Regions from separate parts of the Bombyx mori genome. Here region 1 is linked to region 2. The links are chromatin contacts, called in public Hi-C maps. All regions are on one chromosome and are shown on one strand. The core of a region is the stretch at or near the end of the contact, and the rest is flanking DNA. Distances in the headings are between cores, read along the strand shown.

Region 1 (4,142 bases), core at 1,470-3,969, 300 kb before region 2:
TTAATCCAAATACTTTATTTAAAAATGAGCCACATTGAGATCTAGTTTCGAAACTCACTGAAGTACATTTTTCAGAAGAAAATATGTGTGCATAGCTTATCCATTCTCTTTTAACATAATACTTTTAACTTAAATCCCTTCCCATATAAAACTAGTGAAATGGGCAGCCTATGCATATGATGTTTATTTAATTGAAATAAAAAATACTAAAAAATCATTAAAAGAATATCCACAATCTAATATCAATATGTCACATTTATTTATTTATTTCAAAACAGAAGATTTTTAGGATTAACGTTTTTAACTAAATTTTGGTACCGGTTTGTAATTCAATTTGTAATTATTTTAGTTTAGTTGCATATTTACGTGGTGTGTATCCATATAAAATTTTAACTGATCAAATTTGTAAACTTACGCTTGATAAATCTCTTGCCCATCATAAGTAATCTCCTGTATTTGGTTCTCTATAGGTGCCTCTATCGATATGTTCACTGAATTTGCCATCTTACTCTTGAAAAATAAATAAACAGTACAAGAAAATTATAATTATAAATAAAATTTGACTCAAAATTTAGCGGTACTATTTTATAAACACCATATTAATACAATTCTTAAATTACAGTTAATATAAACAATAATGCTGTTCATTAAAACAGTTAAGACTTTAAATTATTATTCCATCCTAAAAACTAAAAATTCTCTTTACAACAAATCGGCTACTCTTGACTTTGACATTTACTAAGTGTATAATCTATGACTACGGTATATGTGTATTATCTATGGTATTGTCTATACTCTTGACATTGGACTTTTTGGCGGGAACGCGAGGAGTGAAGTTGTGTGATTTGTTTAATTTTGTCTATTTAGTGTTTCCGCAGGCTTAAATGTGTAACAACGGTGGTTTATTAACTGTTTAATATCTGGGAAAGTGCACAAATGTGGAAAAATGAAGCAAAGCCGCTGGACGTTACTTGTGGGGATCCTCCAAAAAGTCCACTGAAAAAATCTTAGTAAATGACCACCATTTTACTGAGATTATATTTCATCCCATATCATCTCATCTCATTTCATTCTATTTCATCCAAGTTGATTAATGTCTCAAATTAATCATCTTTCATTTCATTTCACTCCACATTATCATTTTTCATAAAAATAAGAATATAAATAAAAATAAGACGTGACTTAAAGGTCTTAGTTACCAGGTCATAAAATCCCTTGAAAAAATAAAAAAATCTTGACATTGTTGGCTTGGCTCTGCCCCTGGCATTGCTGACGTCCATGAGTGACGGTGGTCACTTACCATCAGGTGGGCTGTATGCTCGTCTGCCTACAAAGGCAATATAAAATAAAAAAGAATTATGTTGTAGTTCCATTTTTTCAACTGGAAAGACGAAAGTATCATACCATACAACCTAATCTTTTGAATATTCTAAATAATGAATCAAGCACCGTTATTACAAAGCCAAAAGAAACACCAAATTAACAAAATAAAATAATTCATACAACTTCACTCGCGTTCCCGCTTTGTAGATGTTGTTAGCCATTTCTGCTAGTGTTATATTACGGAAACAGCACATTTTAAATAAAACAAGATTGTGATTTTGTGATATTATTGGATTGGAAAGAAGTGTTTTGGTTTCCCTTTTGTATGCTAGACTCACTGAAGTAGGAAACCTAAGACTAGATGACTGTCTGTGTTGCCTAGATGGTTTACCATGATTATAAAAAATCAGTGCAGTACTTATGGCTAGCTAATTTAAGATATTGTTTTGAAGCTCGGCGTCTGCCGGAGTCACTCACTAAACGACTTCTGTACTATTCACCTGAACACGCATGACAAAAAGCGGAGGGGTGACCACCGACAATATTGAAACCAGACAAACCGATTTCTATTGGCGAACCGATTCTACGTCAGCCACCTTAGACGGTGCGGTGGCGGTCCGTCATCATCCAGATAGTGCCATTGGTGGCGTATAAATTCTCGCTGGACTAGTACTAACCCGTTGGATTGAAACAGGTGGTGACTTTTTATAATTAAATCTACAGCAAGTTAGATTTCTATTAGCAGCCATGGTAGTTCAACATCTTTATTCGGCCCGAACCATCACTGAGGGAGGTCACCTCCTACAGAAAACAAGGAGTGAGACGTACTTTCTCTCTCGCTCCACCGTTCCGTGCTGCGGGATGGTGGACTTTAAGCAGTGGGCGAGCATCACCTGCCAGCAGTCGTCGCTGTAGAGCATTGTAGCCATTACGGCCGGCAGCGACAACTTTGATCTTATTTGAACTACGAGGCGAAGCAGCTTCTCCGATGCAGGACTCGGTGCTATGAATGTCTCTACTCCACCACTCCTCGGTGTCCTTGTATTCCACTGTGTTAACTGCAAAAGTAAAAGTTGTGACGGTGTTGATTGGATGAATTGCATTGATACTGAGTAACTATAATCATGGATTTCGTTAGGCTGGCAACATAGGCCCCAACCAATGGTTGTCGTCAAATTTTCTATCGATGTTTTGCGCTACTCACAACAAAATGCCTGTTAGAATTTTGTAAATGCGAACTATATATTTTGTAATGGATAATTTGTGTTATTATTAATACTAGGACTTTTCATCACATAAAGTACATTAAATCAATTGTATATATGAAAAGCATTCGCTATGACGGATCGTACTATTGCGGTGGGTGTCACTCTTAAACAATTTATGTGTTTTGAACCTATTACTCCGGTTAAGAAACTCGAATTTCATTCGTTCGTCGTTAAATGGCTGTATTAATTCTTAGTTGTGATCGAGTTGAAGATAATCGGTGATAAAATTTAATTGTTTGTCTGTTTTGCTCTTTAAATAAAAAAACTAATTTGTTATGCGATATACAGTTTGAAACTACTTTATGTTATTAAATTAAAAACACTTCAAAATTATGAATTTTCAATTGTATGAGCTTTTAGGAATTTAATGGGTTTGATTATAAGAAAAAATATTCAACTTCATATTACATTAATATGTGTAAATAAATATAAATATTCAAAAGAAAAATAAATAGATTATTTGTTATTCGCAGTAGTTTCATTTTGTTACATAGGTAACGATATTTTTTGCAAAGAAAGCAGGAATACTTAATTTCATTTGTTTTTTTTTTTTGTAATTTATTGAAGTTTTTACATTAATTAATCTTCAGTCTCGTCCCAGCCTGGAGCAGGTAACAGCCATCGTAGACTTCATGGAGAAGCACCCTGCACTAGGGCTTGGACAGCTCCGTGGACTGGAAGGCAGAGACGAGAGCAAGAAACTGTGGTTAAAGTTAACTCGCATTGTCAATAATATTTCTGGGCCTACGAGGCCTATGAAGTCTTGGATCAAGGTTTGTTATCATAAAATTCCTTGAAATATATAAATGCATACGAATAAAAATTATACAACATTTGAAATGAGGTCTGATACTTTTTCTTTTGACAATTTTAGTTTAAATTCTTCAGTAGCACCCAGCACAGTATACACTAATCGTTGGGATAATTATGAAAAGTGTCACATTTACATCCCCAACTAGATTCTTGTCCTAATGTTTTGGACATCAGATACACAAACAAAAGTTTACAAAACCTTTATTACTATACATCTTTGACAAAGTTACGGGCTGGACTGGACTTTGACTAGAAATAAAATCTGGACATGCAACATAATTCATTCATCCATCTCAGCTTGTCATAATAAAAATAAAAAGTGTTAACAACTACTTGACCAATGAAAATTTAAATAAATTGAATTATGACCTGTAAAAATAAAACTTTATTGCTGTTGTTGAAGAATTATGGCTTCATAAATACTTGTTCGAAAGCGTTTTCATTATTTGGGAATATTCCCATAATTAAGAACCTATCAAACTCTGTTTTACAGTACTGGGCTGACAAAAAATCTACAGTAAGATCAAAAGTACAAGGATGTGGTGGGGATCCAAATAGCCTATGTTCTAACATTGAGAAGAAAATATGGGATGTTTTCTTAGCAAATGATAATTCAAGTAAGTTTTATTAAAATAAATATTGTTTGATAAATTGTAATTGTAATTGTATTATAAAACTATTTGAAAGATTTGATCTCACATTTATAATACTAAATTTTCTATTGATAACAATAGGGTT
Region 2 (4,334 bases), core at 1,374-3,873:
AGCTGTTAGGATCCATTAAACCGGGATGTGAAATTAAATACCCTCGATTGTTCATAATGAAACATTTCATAGAAGAACCTGCACAAACAGGCATATTATCGATTAGGAGTTTATAAAGAAAACCCATTGTCATATCCATTGAAACTACCATTGTAGGATATAATGAGCTCTTTACAGCATAAGACAGGGAAACAATATATCCCGCACCTCCAACATCCAAATTAGGAGGGGTCAATATAATTTTTCCAGGGTTTTCAATTGCATAAGTGTACCATGGCCTTCTTACAGGTTCATAGTCATATTCTAAAACTGTACCAGGAAACATTACTAGAACTCCGCTCTCTGTAACGGCATACCTTCTGACAACATACTTAGAGTATGGCCCGTGTAAGTGTTGTCTCTTATAAAATGATAATAGAGTATTTAAATAACCTACATCTTGTTGAATTTCGTTTTTAAGACCTGGATTAGAGAGCAAGCCGTGTGCTACACTTTTCAAATATGCTAAGTAGTTTTGCATATAAGTTACAGCTTCTTGTCCATCCCCCATGTCATACAAGTAAGTGAATGGTGATTGAAAACTGGAAGGACTAAGGTAAACAGTACCTTGGTCAATAGTAGCAATTTGTTTAAAATGACGACATATTTTGCCCGATTTTGGAGGAAATAAATCTAATCTATGAAACAATATTTCTTTGTTGCTTCTAGCAAAATATACATTTGTTTTATTTAAACTATTTTGTGCAGATTGTTTGGAAACAATGCATACAATATATAAGTTGTCTACCCACTTCCAGGAATAAATTAATGGGCTGCTTGAATTACTATCATCAGATGACACCGATAGGTTACCAAAACTTTTTGAGTACATACCAGTTTTGATATCATTTATATATTTATATGTGTCTATATTTTCTAAATTTGTAAACTTTATTTTATCTATGGCTGTTTCAGGACGTGGAAAGTATGTGTGCATTAAAACTTTACCTCCAAAATCCATGACAAATGCTTTCTTTTTGTGGTCGCCTTTGAAATATATGATGTCTTCTGCTAAATCTGACCAGTAGAGATCGAGTCCTAACACTCCAGTTAGTGTTGGTTGTACCAGAGATACCATGAAATCTCTTTCTGTTGCCTCCCATATTGGACCTTCAATTTTTATTTCTCTGTCATCAAACTTGCCAGGGAGCAGAGATATAAATGCCGAAGCCACTTGGCCGATCACAGCACTGTCATTTATGTGCAGTCTCATTACTGAATGGTTGTTTGAGTGAGTGTGCCACTTATCGATATGCAAGATACCAAGAGAGCTATTCCTGTCTATTTGATTTTCATATATCAATCCAATGGCAAAATGTACACTGTCATCTTTTTTCATTGAATATGGAAACATTTTCAGCCATGTTTCATTTTTCAAAACCTTTGTGTCAGTGAGGAAAATTAGTAGTTTGTTCTTTGGTAATGTTCTTTGACTCAGCAAATTCTTTAGTTCATTACTGATCAATGTTGGTGATAAACTTAATGATGAAATATCTATAGCAGCCAAATGTTCTCGAAATAGAAGCTTGTTATTGTCTGTGGCATTACCCAAATCAGAAATTCCTTCGATACTGCATGAATCTTCAAACTTCATGAAGTCGGTCATGTTCGTCATCTTAAGAGCAAACAAATCAGCACTTTGTAGTGCATAAACTGTTTCTTTTGCGACATTCACTGCATGCTGAAGTGAATCTGAGCTCATATTATTATCTATAATAAAAACTACTAACTTTGGTTCCGGATGCACAACTTTGTGATATAAATATCTTAAATTAGAATGTGGCATTGCTGTACAATCTCTGTCAGTGGCATAATCTATATGTGAAAGAAAATACTGTCTCTTAACTTTGATATCTTTGAAACGATCCAACATTTTTAACTTCGGATCCTGGAGTGGTAAGCTTTCATAGATATTCGAGCTTCTTATAAATACTGACTTACGTATAGAGTTAAACGGACATGGATGGGTAAAAGACGGTGTGCTGTTGTCGCTTAAGACATTGTACATATCACGTAGTATAATTTTGGCCGAAGATATCTTGTAGCTTAGTTTATCTGCGATGTTATTCAGTAATTCGATATCCGAGTCCTGGTGACTAACCTTATATGCAGAACGAATTTCAAAATGTGATGTGTAGTCGCTGCCTAATTCTTTTACAACTAAATCATTGAATTTCGCCGCCAGCGTTTCCGACAGTTGTAAAATTGTTGTTTTGTAATCACTTCGGATGTTCGTTCTTGTAGTGCTGTCATTTTGCGTGAACACAGTTCCGATGCAGACATTGGTAGATAATATAAAAAATAACCATGAAAACCTCATCTTTCCGTTAATAACATTATTTGTCGATAATATTTTTTTACACTTCAATGTACGACTGGTTACGATTCCTGCGCTTGACTATGACAGCTGCGAGCCTTCCCATTGTGTTTACAATTATTTTATAAAAAAGTAAAGTAAAAGTAATAGCACTGAAGCAATAACAATATTGTATACAGGCGCAAAGACAGCAGGTTTGTAACATTCATGCATTAGACAAAAATATTTCATAGACTGCGTTTTGTCAGTGCTGCCAGATAGCATTTGTATATATTATTTACAATGTCATTAAAATAAAAATACAGTATTTTAGTATGAAAATACAGTATGTATGTAATATGTGTAGAAGATATTCTAGGCAAATATAGCATTTTTTCAGTAATTATTCACCGTGCCGTATGTTCTAAAAATACATTCAATATTTAAATGCGTCGCTAGTGCAAAGATGGAGCCAGTGTCAAACACATTTCCCTATTATTGCTTAAGCTCACGTGCTTTAGTCGCAATGTGTTTTGTTTTAACCAGTTTTTTTGACAAGAAATTCGTTACAGTATTTTTACATTATAGTAAACAGTTAAAGCAGTAATAATACAGTGAATCTACTGTAATTGTAATTATAGCGCATCTGGTATCACTACGTTGTGTAGGGATTACAATCTTAAATCACTTTATCGAAGGATCAATTTTATTTCCCAAAGAAAATCGATTTTCGATGGAATCACACAGATTAATTGATCTCAGACAGTTGAAAATAGAATAGATTTTTACGTAATAACTACTAATAATAATAATAATACCATAAAAATAATTTAAATAATAAATAAATTGATAAGTAAATAATTTATGAATTTATTTTTTATTTATTTATTTATTACAAAAACATACAATTTTAATCATAATAACAAATATTGAAACGATGTTATCTGCTGTAGTCATAGACTGATTATAATATAACTAGAATAATTTATGAATATTTAAAGCAACACGTAAAAATATACATTAATTATTAAATCACCGATAGATAATTATATGACTACAGTGTCACCAACTTATTTGTGAACTGATGGGTCTCGCCATCGTCGTTTCAGTGTTGCTAATTAATACCAATATATATATAAATAGAGTCCTTATGTCATACAGCAGCTTTCATGGCACTGCACCCATTTCAAAAGCACCCATTTCAAAAAAGTCGAAGGCGTAAACGAAGATAAAATTAGGGGATTTTACCTTTGAAAACAATAAAAGGACAATCAGCGTCTGTTTGAGATACAGCTGAGGAGGATTACAGTTTTTTTACTGGTAAATAAAAACGTCCTTTGTAAGAATAATATAATATAAAATGCGTTTTGATTCAATAATTTAATTAATTTTCCCCCACAATTTTATTACCTTATTATCAACATGAGCATACGGCACATTTAAAGGTGAGCGGCTACCGTCGCTCGTGGACGTCAGTAAGTCACGTTTGAAGAAAAACATATACTAGCATTCAGGAAACACCATGCAGGGAAATGAAAAGCAGAATGGTAGGTTTCATACTCGCTTTTAGCATATTTATCTTCTGTCCACACTGAGTGTTCCTATGCGTCAATGTTTTTCTTTCTATCTTTTATAATAACCTTTTTTTGGGCCAGGGCCGAACCTTCTGCGAGGTCGCGCGCGGGGTTTGTGGGACTTGACGATCTGCAAGGTGTTGGGAGCAGACCGCGGACCCAAGGAATTTTAGGGCCCTACCGCACTAAACGACTCCCCTGCACTCTTACACTCGACGTCCGATCTCCGTCCGGAGTCAGAACCCGGTCAGAGTAGGGGGGTTCCCGCGGTCAACACTACAACCAGACACGCGGCGCAACCCCGAGGACGCCTGACCGACGGGTCGTCGAGGCGATAGTCGACGACCAACGACGCCGCGCCGGTCTCCGCGGTACGGCGCGGCGGCGGCTCTACCAGGCCGCCGCCCAGTTATGCCGCTGGTGTT

What was found. Hi-C and Micro-C count contacts between places; a contact is called where the count stands out from the background.
Region 1: a contact with region 2 is called in a Hi-C map of whole pupa, with 4 times the contacts expected there. The contact joins the promoter of LOC101739642 here to the promoter of LOC101740458 in region 2. A contact is called at or near these places in 2 of 7 Hi-C or Micro-C datasets (posterior silk gland and whole pupa).

The regions. Positions count from the first base shown.
Region 1 is chr12:14,180,429-14,184,570 of ASM3026992v2, reverse strand. It overlaps LOC101739642, which reads left to right and starts at 2,719. Exons shown (of 7, transcript XR_009974541.1): 1 at 2,719-2,809; 2 at 3,193-3,364; 3 at 3,898-4,021. It overlaps LOC134199880 (a long non-coding RNA gene), which reads right to left. Exons shown (of 2, transcript XR_009974544.1): 2 at 3,772-4,142. LOC101739503 (mediator of RNA polymerase II transcription subunit 17) reads right to left here and starts at 748. Exons shown (of 13, transcript XM_062671582.1): 1 at 621-748; 2 at 416-510. The coding sequence starts at 504.
Region 2 is chr12:13,875,698-13,880,031 of ASM3026992v2, reverse strand. It overlaps LOC101740458 (VWFA and cache domain-containing protein 1), which reads right to left and starts at 2,623. Exons shown (of 1, transcript XM_038014491.2): 1 at 1-2,623. The coding sequence starts at 2,359.